Linked DNA regions of Sus scrofa: region 2 is linked to region 1. A link is a contact called in public promoter capture Hi-C data. All regions are on one chromosome and are shown on one strand. Each heading gives the region's core, a stretch centred on a gene start, on an enhancer-like site or on the middle of the called end of the contact. The rest is flanking DNA. Distances are from core to core; before and after follow the strand shown. Region 1 holds the start of ARMC1 (armadillo repeat containing 1). Region 2 holds the start of BHLHE22 (class E basic helix-loop-helix protein 22).

Region 1 (4,886 bases), core at 698-3,197:
AATTAATGATACGAGAATAACTTCTAAGCAATTTAAAACCAATCTAAGGATCTTTAATTCATAACACATGGGGGGGTTCATATCCCAGACAAAATATTTTAAAAGTTAAATTTTCGAAGTTTGCAAGAAAGCGCAAAATAAAGGACTCAGAGAAAAAAAGTTTTAACAGGATATTATTTGGGAGGTAGTCTTCTCAAAATAAAATATCATTACTTCAGCCATTTTAAAAAGGATTTAAAAAACAAAAAGCAACAGACTGAAAACATTGAGATTTCTTGATTAAAGGGTTTGCCTCTTAGATGCCTCTATTATCAACACTCTGTTTACAAACCAACTTAAGCATGGGCTAATGTCCTGTCACCATTACAAATCCCATACAAAAATGAAATCTGCAGAGCCAACCACTGGCCCAGAGGGCCAGGAACCAGGCTAGTGATAGCCTTTGGCACACAACAGTGGCCTTGCAATTGGAGAGCTCCACCTCATCTATAGAGTACTTACAGGACTACTCAGTGGGAATGTTTCTGAAAAAGTTATAGCCTTTCCCATTCCTTTAAGATGAACAAAAGCCACGAGTTAAAACTTCCAATCTCATCATCCCACTGACAAGGAAGAAGTTCCAATTAGGATCCACCCAGGAAAAAGTAGGGAATAACACAAAGTTTTACACTGTCTTTGTTTAGTTCAATTGAGACAAATCATTTTAAGTAAATACATGAACCTCAAACTTTAACAAACATTCTTGTTGCCTGTGGAATATTGTTACAAAAGCCAATTCTGATTCAGTAGGTGGGGTGAGGACTGAGATTCTGTAGTTCCAACAAGCTCCCAGGTGAAATCTATGCTGCTAGTCAGAGACCCACACTTTGAGAAGCTGAGTCAGTAATAGATGTATGTGAGGCACCTGTCATGAAACACCTGATTTTGTTTCAGCCAAATTTACCATTCACCTCAAAGGATTATTTAGCTCTCACAGAGCTTCAGAAAATACACATAACGTAAATCCACATTCAATTAAGCGAGTTTTGTAAAAAAATAAGTAAGCATTAACATCAGATCTGGCTTTCCCTTTCCTAGCAACCAACTGTAACTCTTTGAGAAGGTGGGTTACCTCCTCTGAGCCTTACTTTCTTCTCATAACAATACTGAGTAGTTGTCAGGATCCAAGAAAATTAGAACTTGGGATATTGATAAGCGTACCAGCAATTACTAAACAAGAACAATGCCTGATCCTATAGGCACTTCTATTCGGCCAGGTGTCGCGGGAAGCTGTGCACTGCCCTAACCCACCAAGACACTAGCACGAAAGGAGATGCAAGAACGCCTCCAAAAACAGTTTTTAAAATAGAAATGTGAACGCTGATCTCTCTTGAATGAAGCCAAACACAACGATGTCCTTCAGCTCTCAGAAGACAGGTAGGTGCACAAAACCAAAAGAAAGTTACCAAAGAAAAACCTGGAGAGATAGATGAAGAAGTGAGATGACAGCCATTAGTAATGCTGGGGTTCCTAAAAATCGGACTGCAGGGGACGGTGAGAAAGTGAACAGAGATAACATTTTAACGGGACCCATGGAAGTCGGGCGCTTTAAGAGCCTAATGGGACTCACAGCTGGGTCTTGGCAAGAGGCGGGCAGAGACCCCCCTCCCGCCCCCGCCGCCCGCCCAGCCCAGGCTGATTCGCCCATGGGTGCAGGGGACGCTTTCTGCGGCCTTCCTGGCTCCACCGCTTTGTCTGCAGTCTCTGGACTCTACTTACCGCTTCAGGGTTCTAAGAATCCAGAGCCTGCCTCACCATCAGGGACACACCAACGGATGAGGTAGAGGTATCCGGGAGGCACAGAGCAGCTCCCTCCTTCCAAGACGGCCTCAGCGTGGGAAGACTACCACACCGACTCCAGGAGCCAAAGAGCGAGGGCGCTGGCGGGGAAAGGCTCTACGGACTCTCTCCCATGACCCAGTCACCTCCGCCGGTTCTGCACTCCTATTGGCTTATACCGTCCCAAAGCAAGAACAAGAAATCCAATCGACAAAGGCTTTCTTAGGAAAAAGCGTTCATTGGTGAGCAAGGGAAAGGCCCGAAGTGTTGAACGGGAGGGTCCAATGAGAACCCGAGAACAGTGGATTGGCCCAAACGACTTTCCGTCCATAAATCTCTAAACGCTGAACGATGATACCAGCTAAGAAAGAGTCACACATCTCCGACTACAATTCCCACCGTTCTGGTGCTGGAGCAGCCTCTCCGCGCCTTAGCTCAGAAATTCAAATTGAAAGTTTCCACTCTAGCAACTCTCTCAGGACGAAGCAGTTTTGTGATATTTCATTAGCTTCTGTGAGTTGTAATTCAGAATCTTAAATTTTTTTTTTTTTGCGTTTTTGCTAAGAACATTAGCACCATCTTCCTAGTAGCTCAAAGGTTGCAGGGGTGTTTTTTTTTTTTTTGGTGTTGTTATTTTAAAAAGAAACTTATTTTGGAATTTGGGGGGTAAGGAAGAGGTTTCTGATGAGAGAATGTTCTCAAATTCGTGAAGAATTTTTTTTTTTTTTTGTCTTTTTGTTTTTTGCCATTTCTTGGGCCGCTTCCACGGCATATGGAGGTTCCCAAGCTAGGGGTCGAATTGGAGCTGTAGCTGCCGGCCTACGCCACAGCCACAGCAACGTGGGATCCGAGCCGCGTCTGCAACCTACACCACAGCTCACGGCAACGCCGGAGCCTTAACCCACCGAGCAAGGCCAGGGATCGAACCCACAACCTCATGGTTCTTAGTCGGATTCGTTAAGCACTGAGCCACGCCGGGAACTCCTTTGAAGAAGTATTTTTAAAACAGTGTCTTGTATTAAGTTTATCAAAGCAAAGTTTAAATACTTGTCTGAGAGTAATGCTTCCCTTGCCCTCGGTAACCTCACTGAATAGATTCTGGATTCTCTTTCATAGGTTGGTTTTTTTTTTTTTTTTTTTTTTTTTTTTTTGGTCTTTTATGCCTTTTTAGAGCCGCCTCCCGCGGCATATGGAGGTTCCCAGGCTAGGGGTCTTGTCGACGCTGTAGCCGCCGGGCTACGCCAGAGCCACAGAAACGTGGAGTCCGAGCCCACTGAGCAAGGGCAGGGATCGAATCCGCAACCTCATGGTTCCTAGTCGGATTGGTTAACCACTGTGCCACGTGGGGAACATCTTTCATAGGTTGATTCTGCACCATAACCTCATATAGTTAAGTCAGAAGGAATTTGAGAGCCCTCTGATGGAAAAAGAGTGTGAGAGAGAATATCCCAACTTGTATTCTCTGCTAATTTCTCCAGTACTTCGTCCTAAGTGAATTTGAAAACCAGGGAGTTCCCATCGTGGAACATAAGTTAAGAATCCAGCCGCAGCAGAGTCAGAGCAGACTCTGGGTTTGATCCCCCAGGAGGCACAGAGGGTTAAAGATCTGGCCCTGCAGCTGTGGCATAGGTCACACTTGGGTCTTGATTTCATCCCTGGCCTAGGAGCTTCCATGTGCTGGGTGCAGCCAATAAATAAATAAAAAGAGAAAAAAAGAAGTAAGTAAGTTCCCTTGTGGCTCAGTGGAAACGACTCTGACTAGTATCGATGAGAAAGTAAGTTCGATCCCTGGCCTTGCTCAGCGGGTTAAAGATCTGGCTTTGCCTTGAGCTATGGTGTGGGTTTGCAGAGGCAGCTGGGATCTGACATTGCTGTGGGCTGTGATATAGGCTGGCAGCTACAGCTCTGATTCAACCCCTAGCCTTGGAACCTCCATATGCTGTGGGTGTTGCCCTAAAAAGACAAAAAAAAAATTTTTTTTAAGTTACTTCTGCTCAAATGTCCTTGCCTTTCCTTATTATTGGTTATCCTTCTAATAAGAAGAGAAAAGGAGCAAAATAGAGTAGAAAATGTCTCTTTCACACCATTTGACATATAGCAAAAACACGTCTGGCTGGTTTCTGCTTCCCAAAGTCACAGGAGGGAGTGGTAGTAATGAGTACTGAGTCCAAAATAAAAAGAGATGATGCATAGGTCCAGTGTTTGAAGCACCAGTCTCATTTGTAACACTCAACCAAACCAATTAACTGCTACACCAGAGGAAAAAGAAAAAACCCTAAATATAGAAAGCTGTAAAAAAAACTAAAAAGTCCAGAAGGGAGGCTCAGGTTCAACATAACCCATTTGACTAAATAAAATTTCCTTCAGTATTGTTATTAAAAACAATAAGCCAGGGGAGTTCCTGTCATGGCGCAGTGGAAACAAATCTGACTAGGAACCATGAGGTTTCAGTTCAATCCCTGGCCCCAATCAATGGGTTAAGGATCTGGCGTTGCCGTGAGCTGTGGTGTAGGTCTCAGACATGGCTTGGTTCCCGTGTTGCTATGGCTGTGGTGCAGGCTGGCTGCTACAGCTCTGATTGGACCCCTAGCCTGGGAACCTCCATATGCCGCAGGTGCAGCCTAAGAAGACAAAAGACAAAAAAAAAAAAAAAAAAAAAAAAAAAAAAAAGCCAGGAACATAAATCTGTTATTTTTGCTCAGGTGAATCTGTGTATTAGAAAGGGAAAATTTAAAAAAAAGAAAAAAGAAAGGGAAAAGACATTTGGGATCTTCCCAGTTAGAAACTGATGTCACAGGTTTTTGGCACCATCCAGAATATTTGTTCAATAGAGTCTTTGTCTTTTAGAAGTTCACAATCAAAATATAGTCATACTTCTGGGAGTTCCCATCATGGCTTAGCAGTGACAAAACCAACTAGTATCCAGGAAGACATGGGTTCAGTCACTGGGCTCACTCAGTGGGTTAAGGATCCAGCATTGCTGTGAGCTGTGGTGCAAGCCACAGACATGGCTCAGATCTCGAGTTGCTGTAGCTGCGGTGTAGTCCAGCAGCTGCAGCTCCAATTCG
Region 2 (4,769 bases), core at 2,256-4,755, 820 kb before region 1:
CGTCCCCCATTTGCTTCGGTAACTCACACTGACCTTCTCTGAAACTGCACAGAGTCAGAGGATTTCGCTTCCAGTGTTTCAGTCCAAGGGGTCATCAGTGGGTCAGGAGCTTTTCGCCGCGGGCTACTTTCCCACCCTTTCTTCCAGGGCAACCAGAACGTGTTTATTTTAGCCTTTCCTCTGCTATTTTTCCAACTTGCTAGTGGGATTAGGACCCGGGGACCCTTTCCTCTCTTCTTGGCAGAACAAAGTTGAAGCACAGAAACTTTGCGAGCTCCTGCGGCCCGAGGGCACTAGGTGAGCTGCTGACGTCAGCCCTTCGCTGGCCCGAAACCAGGCGGTGGGATCCCACTTGAGTGAAGAGACAGATCCTAGGCCGTGACTTAGGGTTGGTGATGATTAAACCGGGTAACGAGACACCGGGCAGATGTGTTTTCATTGCCTGTAAGATAAATGCAGCGTTAAGTGCCTGACAACTTCCCAGAAGCAATCAGCAAAAGTTTACGAGTGCATAAACCTCAAAGACCATTCCCCGACGGTTGTTATAAGGACCACATTTAGAGCATCTATAAATTCTTACACAGTTTCCCAAAGCTAAGTTTCCAGGGACTATTAAGCAGCCACCTCCTCCGGGGAGACCAAGGGGATTTTCTCGAACCGGCAAAGAAAGAGATTTGGAGCTCCGACAGAGTAATATAAAGTTGAGCGAAAGTTTGTTTTAGAAGGTTGGATGGCCGGGGAGGGGGAGAAAGGAGGGCGTGGAAGTGGGGTCGGGGTGGGGTGTCACTGGGTGCTCTCTATGTGAGTTATACTGGGAGGGTCGGAATCTAGCCAGAGTAAGCCTCCCCCTTGCGGCTTTTGGTGGTGGCCCCCTGCTCGGCCATTCCTGTCCAACTGGGCACAGCCCTTTGTGGCGCTCGTAGCTAAGACCGAGTTGCCACCCGGCCCGGACGTGGGAGCTCCTGCGCCTTTCTAGTGCCCACTTAGTGGCCGGCAGGGATCCAGGCGTCCTGAGGGAAGTGGCTGAGCATCAGAAAGACAGGCTGGGCGGAGAATCGAGTCAGACACCCCCGGAAACATGTCTCCACTCCTCCCAGAGCCACGACGGTGCCAGCCTTGGACCTCCCGCAAGTGGCCAGAGTTCTTTGGTCAGTTAGTATCAGGCACACACGACTCACCTCTGTTTACAGAGAAGCTTTGTTTATGAAGCCGGTGAAAAACAAAGCTGCTAATTGGAAAACAGTAACAAGAGCGTGTCTTTAGCTTCCTAAAGCGGGAGGTTAACAGCTGCGCGCGCCAGGGGGAGGGAGGGGGTGGGGAAGCTGCGAGCGAGGGGCCGCCCCGCACGTCGACGTGCTTTGGGGTCCCCAGCGAGACACGTGAGCCGGCTGGAGCCTTCCAGAGCCGCCCGCCCGGGTCCCAAGCTCGAAAGCCTCCCGCAGCCCGCTTACTCTTTCGTAATCTTTGGGTTCTAGTCAATAGGACGGCGCGAAAGTAACCTACGACGGCGTAGCATGTCCATGCCCAAGAGACTGAATCTCTGGCAATTATTTTGGAAAGATACCTCTGGGCCCCTTTGCCTCCTTTCCAGGTGAAAATGCAGACGTTTCTGTGTCGTCCTCGCCCCTCCTTTATGAAATAAGGCGCCCAACTGTTCTGATATTACCATTCAAAAACAGGTTCTGTGGCGAACCTCATTTGTGAATCTATTACAGAGATTAATAGATTATTTCTCCTTTTTCAACTAATTCTCAGTGGGGAAATTTAACCATATGGTAAGGAGAGAATTAGAATTTCATCACATTAGAGCAAAATGTAATGAAAAGAGTCCAACACCTGGGGCCAACTCTGAAAGCCACAATTAAAAGGTTTTTAATGAGACCAGAGAAACCCAAAATTTCATAGGCTTCAGTAATTCTGCCACATAAGAAAGATTTATTGGCGGTGTTGGGAAATATTGTTTTTACTTATGTCATAAGGATGAAAACCAGCCGCTAAATACCATGTACTCCCAGACATGGGACGCAGGAGCTGGAGGACCGCGTGTACTGTTTCCCATCCTGAGAGGAGCACTTGTTTTCACACTTCTCCCTTTGCTCTTCCTCCAAAAACAACCGCAGCAGACTCAGACGTCCCTGAATGGCTTCCTTGCTGCGGCGGCGACATTTCCAGCTAAATAAATATGCACAAATGCCCCACTTGGTTCGTGAGAGGATTTGACTCCTGGTGAAGTTGACTATTCTAAAACAACTGGATTTTAATCTTGAAGAAAGTTTCAGCAAACAGTTCTTTCCTGTTTAGGAAATCCCTGTGCTTCATAACCACCATCACTGGAACAGCTATTTGGAGACCGCGGCAAAAGCGCACCCCCCCCCTTAAAAAAATCTAATGGGCTGCATAATCACCTTGCTCTTTATTTTGTTTTGTTTTCCCAATCTGGGACGGGAATGGGCAAGGGGGAGGGGGGCTAGGGCGGAATAAAGCAGTGTGTTCAAGTTGGGTGGGGGGGCGATTGCTTTGGTCCCTTACTAGCTAAAAATCTTGGGGGCAAGCCAGCGGGGACACCACAGGGACACCACCTGCCCCCCCCCCAAAGTCCCATCTCCAATCTAGACCAGAGTCATCCTATGAACAAGGGTGGAGTAGCGTCTCGCCTGGAAGGGCCATGTGGCACAAGATGAGACCGCAGTGGCGAGGGAAGGGCAGTGGGGGGTGGGGTACGGGGGGGGACGTCTGCTTTCCATGGGACTCCCGGGCTTCGCCGCAGATCCACAATTTGCTGAAGGAGCAAAGAACATCCTCGGCTCTAAGTAGGGCTTTTAGTGTGCTCATTGATGAGTGAAAGTCGCCACACATGTCAAGCTAAAGGCAGTTGTTGGGTTACTAACAGGACCCAGCGCCTTGCAAACATATGCGCTAAGCTGTGTATACAGATGGCAGGCAGAATAATGGAGCAGGCGCCTTTTATAAAGCGCTAGCTGCTGCCTGTCTTCAGACCTGGGAAATGAAACTATTCAGACTCGCGGCCAGATAGCGCCTGCGATTGTTTGTTACCGTTTTAATCCTATTAATTAAAACGTTAACCTGATTGGGTAGAAAGCGCTGTCCCAACAGGCGACTCTTCTTCATAATAACCTACTCAGAGATAATGATGTAAAAGACTCCCCCGTCTGTGGCAGCGGCTGGTTGATGGGTCCGGAAATCTCTTGAAGGTGAATCCAAGCAAGATAAACGGTGCGGAGAGGAGGCGCGGGGCTGGGCTCAGAGCGGCGGCGGCGGCGGCTCCACTCCCTCCGCGCCCACCCTCCCACCATGCGGGGCCGCGGCCCATGGTGAGCCCCAGCAGCCAGCACCACCGGCTGGAGACGAAGAGGAAGAAGAAGAGGAGGCGGCGAGCGCGGGGGAAGGCGAAAAAGAAAAAGAAGGGGAGAGGGCTGCACTCAGCACCGGGACCGACGCACGCACCAGCCCCGGAGCCCGGCTCGGGTGCGTCTTCGGCGCCGCCTGCCTCCCGAGCCGAGGCGGCGGCGGCCGGCGCGGCGGGCCCGGGCTGCGCGCCGGCGCCGGACCATGGAGCGCGGGCTGCACCTCGGCGCGGCCGCCGCGGGCGAAGACGACCTCTTCCTGCACAAGAGCCTGAGCGCCTCCGCCGCCAAGCGCTTAGAGGCGGCTTTCCGCTCCACGCCCCCGGGCATGGACCTGTCCCTGGCGCCGCCGCCTCGGGAGCGCCCGGCGTCCTCCTCCTCGTCGCCCCTGGGCTGCTTCGAGCCGGCTGACCCCGAGGGGGCAGGGCTGCTGCTGCCGCCGCCCGGGGGAGGCGGCGGTGGCGGCGCGGGAGGAGGCGGCGGCGGCGGCGGGGTGGGCGTCCCGGGGCTGCTGGCGGGCTCTGCCGGCGTTGGGGGCGACCCTAGCCTGAGCAGCCTGCCGGCCGGGGCCGCCCTATGCCTCAAATACGGCGAGAGCGCCAGCCGGGGCTCGGTGGTCGAGAGCAGCGGCGGCGAGCAGAGCCCCGACGACGACAGCGACGGCCGCTGCGAGCTGGTGCTGCGGGCCGGGGGCGCCGACCCGCGGGCCTCCCCGGGCGCGGGAGGCGGCAGCGCCAAGGCGGCCGAGGGCTGCTCCAACGCCCACCTCCACGGCGGCGCCAACGCCCCCCCGGGGGGCCCGGGCGGCGGCGGAGCAGGCGGCGGGGGTGGTGGCGGCAGCGGCGGCAGCGGCGGCAGCGGCGGCAGCAGCAAGAAATCCAAAGAGCAAAAGGCGCTGCGGCTCAACATCAACGCCCGGGAGCGCCGGCGGATGCACGACCTGAACGACGCGCTGGACGAGCTGCGCGCGGTGATCCCCTACGCGCACAGCCCCTCGGTGCGGAAGCTCTCCAAGATCGCCACGCTGCTGCTCGCCAAGAACTACATCCTCATGCAGGCGCAGGCCCTGGAGGAGATGCGGCGCCTCGTCGCCTACCTCAATCAGGGCCAGGCCATCTCGGCCGCCTCGCTGCCCAGCTCCGCGGCGGCGGCGGCGGCGGCCGCTGCCCTGCACCCGGCTCTCGGCGCCTACGAGCAGGCTGCCGGCTACCCTTTCAGTGCCGGGCTGCCCCCGGCCGCCTCCTGCCCGGAGAAGTGCGCCCTGTTCAATAGCGTCTCTTCCAGCCTCTGCAAACAGTGCACGGAGAAGCCTTAAACGCCCCCCTCCCCGGAAAAAAAAAAAAAACAGCAAAACACAAGACCGACCCCCAAGCTAGAGGAAAGTGAAAAGCTGCCCCCACCCCC

Evidence for each region. Promoter capture Hi-C pulls out the DNA fragments that hold promoters and counts their contacts.
Region 2: a promoter capture Hi-C map of fetal skeletal muscle shows a contact between it and region 1, with 7 times the contacts expected there. The contact joins the promoter of BHLHE22 here to the promoter of ARMC1 in region 1. A contact is called at or near these places in 4 of 5 promoter capture datasets (fetal liver, fetal skeletal muscle, liver and 1 more) and 1 of 2 datasets of contacts at active chromatin or transcription factors (skeletal muscle).

What each region holds. Positions count from the first base shown.
Region 1 is chr4:68,980,104-68,984,989 of Sscrofa11.1, reverse strand. It overlaps ARMC1 (armadillo repeat containing 1), which reads right to left and starts at 1,947. Exons shown (of 7, transcript NM_001190196.1): 1 at 1,759-1,947.
Region 2 is chr4:69,802,111-69,806,879 of Sscrofa11.1, reverse strand. BHLHE22 (class E basic helix-loop-helix protein 22) reads left to right here and starts at 3,505. Exons shown (of 1, transcript XM_003481394.4): 1 at 3,505-4,769. The coding sequence starts at 3,571. The coding sequence ends at 4,680. LOC106510065 (a long non-coding RNA gene) reads right to left here and starts at 176. Exons shown (of 4, transcript XR_002343286.1): 1 at 34-176.